Linked DNA regions of Mus musculus: regions 1 and 3 are each linked to region 2. A link is a contact called in public HiChIP or PLAC-seq data. All regions are on one chromosome and are shown on one strand. The core of a region is the stretch at or near the end of the contact, and the rest is flanking DNA. Distances in the headings are between cores, read along the strand shown.

Region 1 (3,611 bases), core at 147-2,646, 350 kb after region 2:
CATTACATTCCACAGAATGGAACTATTTGAAGGCAGGTCTCCCTTCTACTAATAAGGGACCCATGTTCCATGAACTCCTTTGGGGGTCATTTGTTTTCCTTACAGAGATACAAAAAGCTCTTGAAAGAGCTGTTTACAAAAATCAGAGCTATTTTTGTGCCATCTTTCATTTTTAAACTCCAAACACACCTCCACTTTTTATTCTATGAAGACTGAGACATCATACTTCTTCAAGTTTGTCAGTTAGGTAATTCACTCCCCGCATTTTCATCTCATATGTGTTTGACACTGGTGGGTTGAGGTGGTGGTGGGTGGAACGATAGGGGAGTACCCTCTCAGAGGCAGAGGCAGGGGGTAGAGAACTCAGACGGGGGGGGGGGGACCAAGACAGTGGGCAACTTTTAGAGTGTAAAAAATTAAATTTATTTAATTAAAAAAAAGTTTCAAAGGAATCTGGCTAGATTCTAGGATAACCCATCCACTGCACAGAGAATATGTTCTTGGAAAGCCACATCTTCAATTTTGCTACGGTTTTGAACTATTCTTTTTCTGAGTGTCAATTCCTCAGATGCTCAGGGAGAAGACAAAGAGATAAGCCAGGGGCTCCCTAGGGGCCACTCCTGATATAATGAACTCTCACAAACCGTCCCCAGTAGACTGCACAAGCAGGGATGCCTTCTCCCCGGAAGGATGATTCTCCAGTCTCACTTTCCTGGAACAACTGATGGGTGTGGTAATCGAATCCACAGACAGAGACTTTATGTGGCTAATATCCCAAGGCTTTCTAAGTGCAGTAATAAACAGAGCACATCTTGATGACACAGAAATTACAAGGCAAAGACCATAATCATAACTCACGCCTGCTTCTGTGCACCGCGGACAAGAGAAGTTTCCACTCCTAAGACTCAGAGGAGGAAAACATGTAAGGCCATCAGTTGCTGCCACATATATTTTACTTCGTGAAACTTTCTCTCTTTTTTTTTTTTTTTTTTTTTTTGCCACCCACAAAAGTGAAACCCAGTCATCTGCAGAATCGGCCCCTGTGTCTAGAAATAAATAAAGCAGTGGTTAATTAAGTGCTGCACACCATGGCTGTTCCACACCAGAAAGCACACTCCTCTCCAGCAGATCACTTTGGTTACAATAACAAACATGCTGTGATTAGAAAGGAATTCCGAACATATCATATTTGGGAAATATGTCCCAGACTTTGGAAATTTCAAGGAAACTTGGTAATCGTGTTAGCTACCCTCATAGCCCCATCTCCCATCTCACCATTCCCATCCCCCGAAATGATTCCTGAGAAATTTTTTTTATCTAACTTCTACTGACTCCAGCATGAGACATGAAACTTTACTATTTACTTTATGAGTCATTCCACAAAGTTCTCTGCAACAACCTCAATGATTAGAATAGACTATGCCACCGCAGTCCTACCGGAGAAAGGCAGGGAGCATTTGTCTAGACTGTGCCACTACCCTTAGGGATGTTCAGTCAGCCTCCCTTAGCACCTGTATCTTTATTTTTTTTTCTAACAAGAACACTAAACACACAGTTTCTTCCTAAACTCTGTATGGTTATTAATCTCAAACATAAATATTAAGTCTTAACCTTTATATAAAACCATCACTTTAAGAAAGTTATTAATCCTCTGGCCTTGGCCATAGAGAACAACGACCATCGGCACAGGTGATAGGTGATAAGAATTGACCATGATGGGCAGGGGAGATGGCACAGTAGAAAAAGTATTTGTTGCACAAACTTGACCTGTATTCAGCTGCTTAGAAACCATGAAAGATGGAAGGCATAAAATACTCAAGGTTGTTCTGTGACCTCCACATGCATATATCCTCACAAGGAACATATACATGTAAACAAATTAATAAGTATTTTAAAAACGAGTAACTATGACTACTTTTATAGTCATTGCTATGTCATCCGAATGAATAAAAAAATAAAAGCAGTAAAAGGAATTTAAATTATTGGAGAGAAATTTAGAAAGCTTATGAGGAAAGTGAGAACTTCACAGAAATTCATTTGTGATAATCCCACAATTGCACACATTGTTGTAATTTACAGCATGGTAGGAGTATTACAAAGGAAAGTCTGGGCAGTCATGGTTGAAACACTGTGCCATTCTGAAGACTGAAATAGAGAAAAGTAATCAATTTTTGTTTTCGGGAACTACTTGGCTTTGAATGGTCCATGAAAACCCACACAGTAAATTCTGAGGCAAAGGCAGTGCACCAGGGCAGTGAGCCAGAAGTCTGGGGCTGCCTCAACTACAAAACCATCACACAACACGTAATTGTGGCCACGTGTCTGAATCAGTCAGAGATGTAGCCTCTTCATCCATCCAGTGGGTAGGAACATTCACCCTTGACTTCCTGACTACAGCCAGAGATCACAGAGCAAGAGGCATTTGGAATACAGGCAAGCCAGTTCTAGTTGCCACATGATGAGTCTGGTGTTAAGAGCCTAGGCATTCTATGACCTGAATGTGTCCTTCCCGAGCACTCCATAACTTAATTCCAAAAGCTATGTGCAGAAGTCCAACCACTCTAAATTTTGCAATCCATGGAAATGCAGAATTAATGTTCTTCCCCTGCTGATTGTCCTCAGCTGGCCTCCCCAACACCTACAGCCCTCCATATGACATTCGCTAATTCTTAGCTAATATCTTTTATGAGGTGACCCTCACTCATCTCCTCAGATTCATCTTTCACATCTCCTACTTTAAAGGCTATCGTCTGGTTGACTTCATGTCTCCTTGAATACTTATGTTTCCTGTGGTTGATGCTGTTCCCTAGCCTGGCTGGCTTTGACTCCTATACAAGTCTGCCTTCTTCCCTTTCTTAACTCCTCAGACCAAAAAAAAAAAAAGAATGTTAGGCTAAATCTCCAGGCTGTGTAATCCCAAAGCACAGTATCCCACTGTCCCCAGTCTCCTGCATGGCTGGTAATTAAATCATCATTTTATACTCCAAACCAGAAGAATATTTATGAGGGCAAATGCAGGTATGCCACTTTAACTTCAGATAGGCTCAGTGCTTAGCAGTATGACTTCCAAAAATCAACGTCCAATAAATATCAGTGGGTTATCCATTAAAGAGAGAGATTATCACTCATTGATATTCTAGACAATGGCCCTTCCCCTTTGTTCTGTCTCTTCACATCTTCCTTCCTACATTCTCATTGTTTCTAGAGTACATCACTATTGAGAAGAAACTGTACTTTTCATCTCTTCCTTTTAATTTTTTTACAATTTAATTTAATATATTATACATTAATGGTATCATTATGACATTTTCATATATTTATTAAATTTGGTTGTTATTTATATCTACCCATTACTGAACTCCCTGGTGCTCCTGTTTCCAACTGGCCCATCCCTTCTCAATATGGCCTCCTTTGTGCCCTCTTGTCACATGTCTTCCAATACCCTTTCCTTTACCCTACTTGAGATTTCTTCCTCCTCTCTCAGAATGCCCTTTCTAATTTCATGACATGGACACAAATGCACTCATAAACACATGGTTTTAAATGTAGGAGATGCAGTATGCATACATGATAGAATTGCATTTAGCCATAAAGAAAACTAAAACTGAGTC
Region 2 (3,802 bases), core at 1,135-3,634:
TCCCAGGGATGCAGGGATGGCTTAATATAAGAATATCCATCAACACAATCCACTATATAAACAAACTCAAAGACAAAAACCACATGATCATCTTGTTAGATGCTGAGAAAGCATTTGACAAAATCCAACACCCCTTCAAGATAAAAGTCTTGGAAAGATCAGGAATTCAAGGCCCATACCTAAACATAATATAAGCAATCTACAGCAAACCAGTAGCCAACATCAAACTAAATGGAGAGAAACTCGAAGCAATCCCACTAAAATCAGGGACTAGACGAGGCAATTCTCATCATGCATTGGCTTTCAGTTTCCTTACTTTCATTCTCTATCTTCTTATACAGACAGCAGTTACTTATAGTTAAGACTCTACCTACTCTACCATACTCTGGTCTTAATTTATATCTACCAAAATTCTATTTCCATATAATGCCATATTTACAGGTACCAAAAGTTAGGACTTTAAGATATATTTGTTGGATGGCACAATAGCTGAAACCATTGCAATATGCGTCTCACTGAAGAACTGATTATGGACCACAGAGACATGAAAAGAATGAATTCTAATATAATGTGAAATATACTTCTAGGGATTTGTTCGTGGCCATGTAGTGTGATGTAAGTAGAGTGGATTTTAGTGCAGGAGAGTCTTAGGTGGGTTGAAAGGTTGGCTAAATTCTGAAGATAAGCTGGAGTTCAGTTAAGGAATGAAGAAAGGACATCACCAAAGGCACAAGGTAATCCCTTTAATGGCATAAAGAGGGTCAGTAAGACATGGCACAATTTGTATAGAGAAAACATGAGTAAAATTCTAACACTAATGGAACTATAGCATCATGGAAGGAGAGAAACTAAACTAAGTCTCTCTGTGCAATGTCCTTTTTCCTTTTTTTTTTAATTAGGTATTTTCCTCGTTTACATTTCCAATGCTATCCCAAAAGTCCCCCATGCCCACCCCCCCAATCCCCTACCCACCCACTCCCCCTTTTTGGCCCTGGCGTTCCCCTGTACTGGGGCATATAAAGTTTGCGAGTCCAAAGGGCCTCTCTTTCCAGTGATGGCTGACTAGGCCATCTTTTGAAACATATGCAGCTAGAGATGTCCTTTTTCTTCCTGAATGCGAAGCTTAGATTCTTAGTCAGTCATCCTACATTTGGCAGTTGAATAACCATTGGGACAATGTGTATGCTATGGTATCATCAGATCATTTGTTGAGGTTAATGGTAAGATAACTACAATAAACCAGTTCAGGAAGTATTTTAAATCCATAGATTCTGAACTGAAAATTTGAACTATATGAACATCATAAGGTTATTTGGGAAATTTAACATGAAGATCTGAATCTTTGGTTCTTGCTAATGTAGAATGATGGGAGTCAGTCCGTGGATGAGTCTTATGAAGATTTTTTTTTTTTTGGTTTTTCAAGACAGGGTTTCTCTGTATAGCCCTGGCTGTCCTGGAACTCACTTTGTAGACCAGGCTGACCTTGAACTCCGAAATCCGCCTGCCTTTGCCTCCAAAGTGCTGGGATTAAAGGCTTAAGCCACCACACTGGGCACGTTATGAGGATTTTAAGTGAGAGAATTTAAGGTGTAAGTTATAAGAAGCTACCATTTTTACTAGCAGTAAGTGTACTGTTACAAATAGGACCCAGGTAATAATCTCTGATATTCATGATTCTGACAAAAGCATTTCCAACAAGGTTTTGAGAAACTATATAGTATGTAGCAATACAGAAAACAGGAAAGTACTACATTTGTCATAGACAACTATTTCTTCCTCCTTAGCACTCCTCTCTCATTAGGATAAGAAGACATCCTGGGCAGGGTCAGCTAATAGCATTCTACATGAGGCCCTACTCTAAACCAAACTCACTGTCTTTGCTATCAGCAGCCGGCTCCCGATGTGTGTCAATTACAAAGAGAGCAGGGCTCCAAAGACCATGAAGCCCAAATGTGGTTACTGAGCAAACAGGGCTATTTGAAGTGCATTCCTTTCTGCTGAGCTTGGTGTCAGTAAAAAGGAACTCTCTTTTCCTATAGCAAGACCCTCATGTCCTAGTGAGGTTTCAGCCAAGAGTTGTGCAGTGTTGGCAGTGAGGGAGGGACTGGTGGCCACTTGAAATTCTCAAGTCCATGTCCCCAAACACTAGACAGAAAGGCCCTTATTTTTGGCTCCATGCCCTTCTCCAATTTCATTTCCACTGAAGAGTGGCCCAAGCTCTGTGATCTGTTCCATCAACACTGTGGCTAAAATTAAATTTCAGAGTCCTAGTGCAGAATGAGCTGAAGTCTTTTCTAAAGTGCATTCACCCCTGCTGTGTGAGTGTTCTTTACTAAGGAGATGTCAAGAGGGGAGTGTCCTCAACAGGATTTGTTTCTGGGAGAAAAGTAGGAGATTTACACAAGTTTCACTAGACTTTGAGGGGTTAGGAGATGACTAAGTCCTAACCTCAAGATACTTACTTTCTTTTGCAAAGTCTTAGATGTAGATCACAAATTCTACTATGAAGCAGGCAAAATTTCTTAACTGAATAACTAACACAATAACAACAGAGATTCCTATCTGACTCAGTTCTTGACCAGTAGCCCCTTTTATAGATATTGTCTTTCTTGACCTTTATAACATCCCTGTATTTTATGGGATCATGGTCCCTCCATTTGAAACCTGAACAAACACATGCTCAGAAAAACAAAAGCATATTAGTCAATTTAAATGAGTCCAGGATTGCTGTATGTCTTCTTGTCTCAAAATACTACACTGTTTCCTCAAGTAAAATGCTATTCTAGGACAGAGTCCGGAGAATTTTCATAGGGAGAGGTAGTGTTATATCAAATGGCCAGAATTAAAAACATAACATTTTGTGACTTTTTTCTCTATTCATCTGTCTACAAGCCAGATAGCATAGTAATTAGCAAAAGATTTGTTTTCCAAAGGAAGTTAACAACCCTTCCCTCTATCTCTACAAACAATTGTTGATAATGTACATAGTCATTTCTCGATCTCAAACAGTTGCCTAGTCCCTGTACTGCCTGTTACACAATTCAAGATAAGCCCTGTGTGGCAAATCATTGGAAAGCCCCTTCCATCTAGTCAGAAAATTCAGCCAAAGGTAAGCAAACAGTTTGGGAAGATTCCAGAATCCTGAAGTAAGCATGCGATTTAACAGTGCAAGTGCTCTTACACACCATTCAAGGGCCATGACTAACTTCCTGTAAGGCACTTACAAAGTCTCTTGCAAATGGAGGCAGTGGTATTTTGTGTCATTGTTTCTCCTGACTGAAAATAGCCTTTTATTCAGTAACATGCAAGAGGAAATAGATGATCTAGCACATACACTAGGAAATCCTGTGAGCTCCTCACTTATCGGTTTATTCTGTCTATTTTTGATCAATACACCTTACATATTTGGTGAGGAGGCAATGACTCCAAATAAGTGTGCTTATTGCTTGGTGATCTGCCACTCTTGAGGTCTGTAAGATACAGTAATTAGAACATCATTTAAGACGTTTATTTCCTCTTTTATATCAGAAAAATCTATGCTATATAATATGAAATAAAGATTCAATTACAGAGGTTTGAACTTGTGTCAGGGCTTAACCCATTGTCCTGTTCTTTGTTTGTTTGTTTTTATTTGTTTTTGTTGTTCTTAAATGTACATTTTCAATACCTCTACCACAAATATAATATAAAATACTATATTATTAGACACTTTTCTTGTTGCTGTGGCCAAAAGCAACCTTAAGGATGAAAAGAATTTTTGACTTACAGTTACAGGAGAGAAATTCCATCCCAATGGGAAAGG
Region 3 (3,696 bases), core at 657-3,156, 490 kb after region 2:
AATATCAAAAACTCTGAACAGAGACAGGAAAGCAGAGAGATACATTTTCAGCATTCCAGAGATGAGAGCACTGAGAGGCAATTTCTAGGAGCAAACTCCGAAGGAAAGATGGGATATAGACCACTTTATGAATCCAAGGAAGAGACATTTATACCTCTAATTGAAATGGAATAAGAGCCAGGTTTACACTCCTAGCTGAAACATACATACATACATACATACATACATACATACATACATATTTAAGTAGATGCCATGGTGAAACCATTACTTTGTATGTCAATGTGATGTGTTCATTTTTAAAGTAACAGATTGTAGACATCCTGTCTTATTGTCTGCTTCCTGCTCAGTGGTGAAACAAACACCTCTGCACCAGGTGTCCCTACCATCACAGTGATCTGCCCAAGTCCTTGGGACCAGATGACTACAGACCAACTCCTCTGAAACTAAGAGTCAAAATAAGCCCTTCTTCCCCTTAAATGATTTGTCATTGGGATGCAAGAGTCGTGAATACGTGGGATGAATAGAGTTTCAGCTGTGGATACAGAGACATGAAAGTAGAGAATGACAACACATGTTCCCCACATTCCCTGTTCTTTCCAAAAGGAATCTCCAGCTGGAGGCTGAGAAAACCTAAGTAACCCTGTTCTGGACCTAGGGCATCCTTTTGAAATCAAGCCCGCTTTTTGCTGCTGTCTCTCAGTGCCTTCTCATCCCTGCAGCCATGGCGTTTATTCTTGGCAATGATAAAGCAACTAAAGCATGATGCATCCTGTCTGAAGCTTCCTCTCTGCCTGTCATTTTCTTTACGCATGTCTCAGTTTCCACACCATGGTCATGTTAAACTATATCATCTAAAGTTGATAATAAAATTACCAGGGTTACAGGTAGCACAGTCTGACCTCAAAGTAGTTAGGTAGGTAGTCATGAATGACCTTGGACTTCAGATACTCTAACGGCAGCCTCTACTCCCCAAGTATGAAGTTATAGGTATGTATATACCACTGTCAGAATGCAGTCCAAGAATGGAGTTATGTGAGAATTCTGAATACTCATGAGAAAATGCCAGGAATACAAGACAAGAGTCTTGTGATATAAGCTTCTTCAAAGCACAGAATTGTTCTTGGAATGTGTTTTTATGCTCCTCCCAGGTGTAGGAGATAGGAGTGAGTCTACCTTAGTCATGGTTATTTATATGCCTCTATGGAAAAACATGTTTTTGCCACATGTGGCTTGTCATTGTGATTGAACACCTTACTTCTGTGATTCTTCTTAACCCTCGGAGTATAAATTGCCTGGCACTCTGAATAAAGCTGGCTATTGTGTAAGACTTTAGTCTGACTCATTTTTAGGCCCTGCTTTCCCAGGTTCATGCTGCTAACTAGATGGATAAACATACCACCACATCCAGTGTATGCAGTGCTCGGGATCAAAACATTGGGCCACATGAGGCTGTCACTCCGATAACTCAGCTATATTCCCAGCCCAAATAAATAACACTGAGTAAGAAAAGGGAGGGTTTTTTTTCTCTCTTATGCTGTTTCTTTGTAGCAAACTTCTAGGAATTTTTAAAGTTGTTGATTTAATAATTCACAGTCCATAATGATTACTCCTCAACCATATGAGTTCTGATCTATACAAGGTGATTAGACAATTTGCAAGAATGAGGAAGAGTGGTTTGGACCTTTGGGAAGTGAAATTTAGAATTTATTGTTCTGAATTCACCCCCCCCCCAGGTAAATAATGATTACATGGTAATAAATTGTGTGATTGTGTTTATTCTGTGCCTGAGGTCAGGAAGTGCTATGAAACAGAGGCTTCTGGGTAGGACTATGGCAGTGAGAAGCAGCAGGAACTACCAGTGAGGAACAGTTCTCATGGAAGAATTCAAGATGATGCAGAGGCCTTGGATTCAGTCCACTTTCAGCTGTTACTATGAGTGATGAAGAAAGATACAGCACATTACCCACAGCTTACAAGTAGAAGACCAGAGCATTCCCAACTGTATCCAAGGAGTGTACTCTCAGATCTATCTAACAGAATGAGGTAAATGAAGCTCACATTTATTGAGAATAAATGAACATAGCTAGGTGGCATTCTATTTAGCAGCTTGCACTTAGAGTTGTACCTTCAATGAGGCAGTGTCCTTGCTGGGCTGGGTTCAGGAAACCAGAGTCAGATTGTTTGGGCTTAAATCCAAGCTGTAGGATATCCTCTGCCCTTGACCTTGAGTTCTCCCACACTTAGTCATAGTGACTTCCTAAGGTTATAAGAAATCCATAAAGAGGCACACTGAAAGTACTATGATGGCATTAATTACAATACTGCATTTCAGGATCAGAAGTTATGTCATCCGCAAAAATGTGCTTCTCAGAAAACAAAAGCCAATCTTCATACTTTATAAAACCTTTAAAAAAACATACCTCATGTTAAATACCCCCACAGACTGAAACTGGATGTAAGAACACAATATTTAAGATAAGAAAGCGCAGGGGTTTGTCTAACTTTGCTACTCAGTAGCAAGAGTCCCTGAGCAAGTCTCAGGAGGCCTCTGGGTACAGTTTGCTGCTGCTTTAAATTATGCATACACTTCTCAAAGCTGACAGAGGAAATACTTGTGGAAAATGCACTGCAAACTTATCTACCAACAAAAACCACCATTGTTCATTTTTCTTGATGATTTAAAACTATTATTATATACATAGAGTAGTATAGGACAATATGATAAAGCGTTACCACATGGGGTAAATGTAAAAATTAACATTACTCCTCAGCTGGAGGGAAGGCTTCCTGCCCATCTCCTCCCTTCAGTGCTGGAATTTTATCTGCCTTGAAGTTGAGCAGGAAGTGGTTTGGTTTGCTTTGGTTTGATCATCCAACTACACATCATCCAAAAATAAGCCTTGTTTGCTTATTTGGGTCTTTGTTTCTTGCAGTGACAGAGAGGGTCCAGGCCTTAAACATGCTCAGCAAGTACTCTGTCCCAGAACTACACCCTTAGCCCGTAGAAATGGTTTGTTTGTTTGTTTGTCTGTTTGTTTGTTTGTTTGTTTTTTAGTGAAAAATGTAAGAGAATGCCAGAGGACAACCTAACTTACTGCTGCAAATTTTCAAAATCATTATAACCTCTAACTCCATTCCAAACACTTACTCTTACACCAACAGGTAACTGTAGCTTTCACTGTCATCAAATAAGCTTTTTATTGGAACTGCTAGAGACCATCACAGAAATCCACATCTATTCACACATATCATGACTGGTCTACGTGGACAGAGCAATGATGGGGTCCCAACCCTACAATAAACACCAGCCCCTAAGGCTTAGGGAACATCAGGGAAGAGGCAGGTAGAAACATAATAAGAGCCAAAGGGACAGGACACAAACTGTAAGGGTGTGTCTTTTATACATAACAGGGAGGCTCCAGTCTAGAAAACTCAACAATATGGTCACCTAATCAAGATCAAAACAATGGCAACATCTGGTGACTTTCAGCATAATGGAGTAAATCTCACAAGGCTCCACTCCTAGATGAAAAGCTACAGACAATGGCTGCTGAGAGAAGCTATCATTTTCCACAGTTGAGTCCTCTAACAGGTTATTCAATCCTAAACTATTTCCTCTCATTACACACACACACAGAGTACACATACATATACATATGCACATATATGAGCAACACTAAATAGATTGAGCAG

The links. HiChIP or PLAC-seq counts read pairs in DNA pulled down with a chosen protein or histone mark.
Region 1: an HNF4G HiChIP or PLAC-seq map of pancreatic cancer cells shows a contact between it and region 2. The contact joins two enhancer-like sites. A contact is called at or near these places in 1 of 484 Hi-C or Micro-C datasets (adipose-derived mesenchymal stem cells) and 1 of 115 datasets of contacts at active chromatin or transcription factors (pancreatic cancer cells).
Region 3: a FOXA1 HiChIP or PLAC-seq map of pancreatic cancer cells shows a contact between it and region 2. The contact joins two enhancer-like sites. A contact is called at or near these places in 1 of 15 datasets of contacts at CTCF or cohesin (the NIH/3T3 cell line), 1 of 115 datasets of contacts at active chromatin or transcription factors (pancreatic cancer cells) and 1 of 9 other capture datasets (embryonic trunk).

What each region holds. Positions count from the first base shown.
Region 1 is chr15:63,410,530-63,414,140 of GRCm38.p6, forward strand. No RefSeq gene overlaps it. Among named protein-coding and RNA genes, the nearest start is that of Gm41335, 55 kb to the left of the region's middle. Within about 2 kb of position 1,397, at least 28 of the 459 cell types and tissues checked have an H3K27ac peak or open chromatin away from gene starts, as enhancers often do. A contact at or near this core is called in pancreatic cancer cells, where this site is marked.
Region 2 is chr15:63,064,152-63,067,953 of GRCm38.p6, forward strand. It overlaps Gm41334 (a long non-coding RNA gene), which reads right to left. Exons shown (of 3, transcript XR_875378.1): 2 at 3,767-3,802; 3 at 3,349-3,470. Among named protein-coding and RNA genes, the nearest start is that of Gm41334, 4.7 kb to the right of the region's middle. RefSeq lists an enhancer at 1,551-3,460. Within about 2 kb of position 2,385, at least 43 of the 459 cell types and tissues checked have an H3K27ac peak or open chromatin away from gene starts, as enhancers often do. A contact at or near this core is called in the NIH/3T3 cell line and pancreatic cancer cells, where this site is marked.
Region 3 is chr15:63,556,670-63,560,365 of GRCm38.p6, forward strand. No RefSeq gene overlaps it. Among named protein-coding and RNA genes, the nearest start is that of Gm25702, 77 kb to the left of the region's middle. Within about 2 kb of position 1,907, at least 20 of the 459 cell types and tissues checked have an H3K27ac peak or open chromatin away from gene starts, as enhancers often do. A contact at or near this core is called in the NIH/3T3 cell line and pancreatic cancer cells, where this site is marked.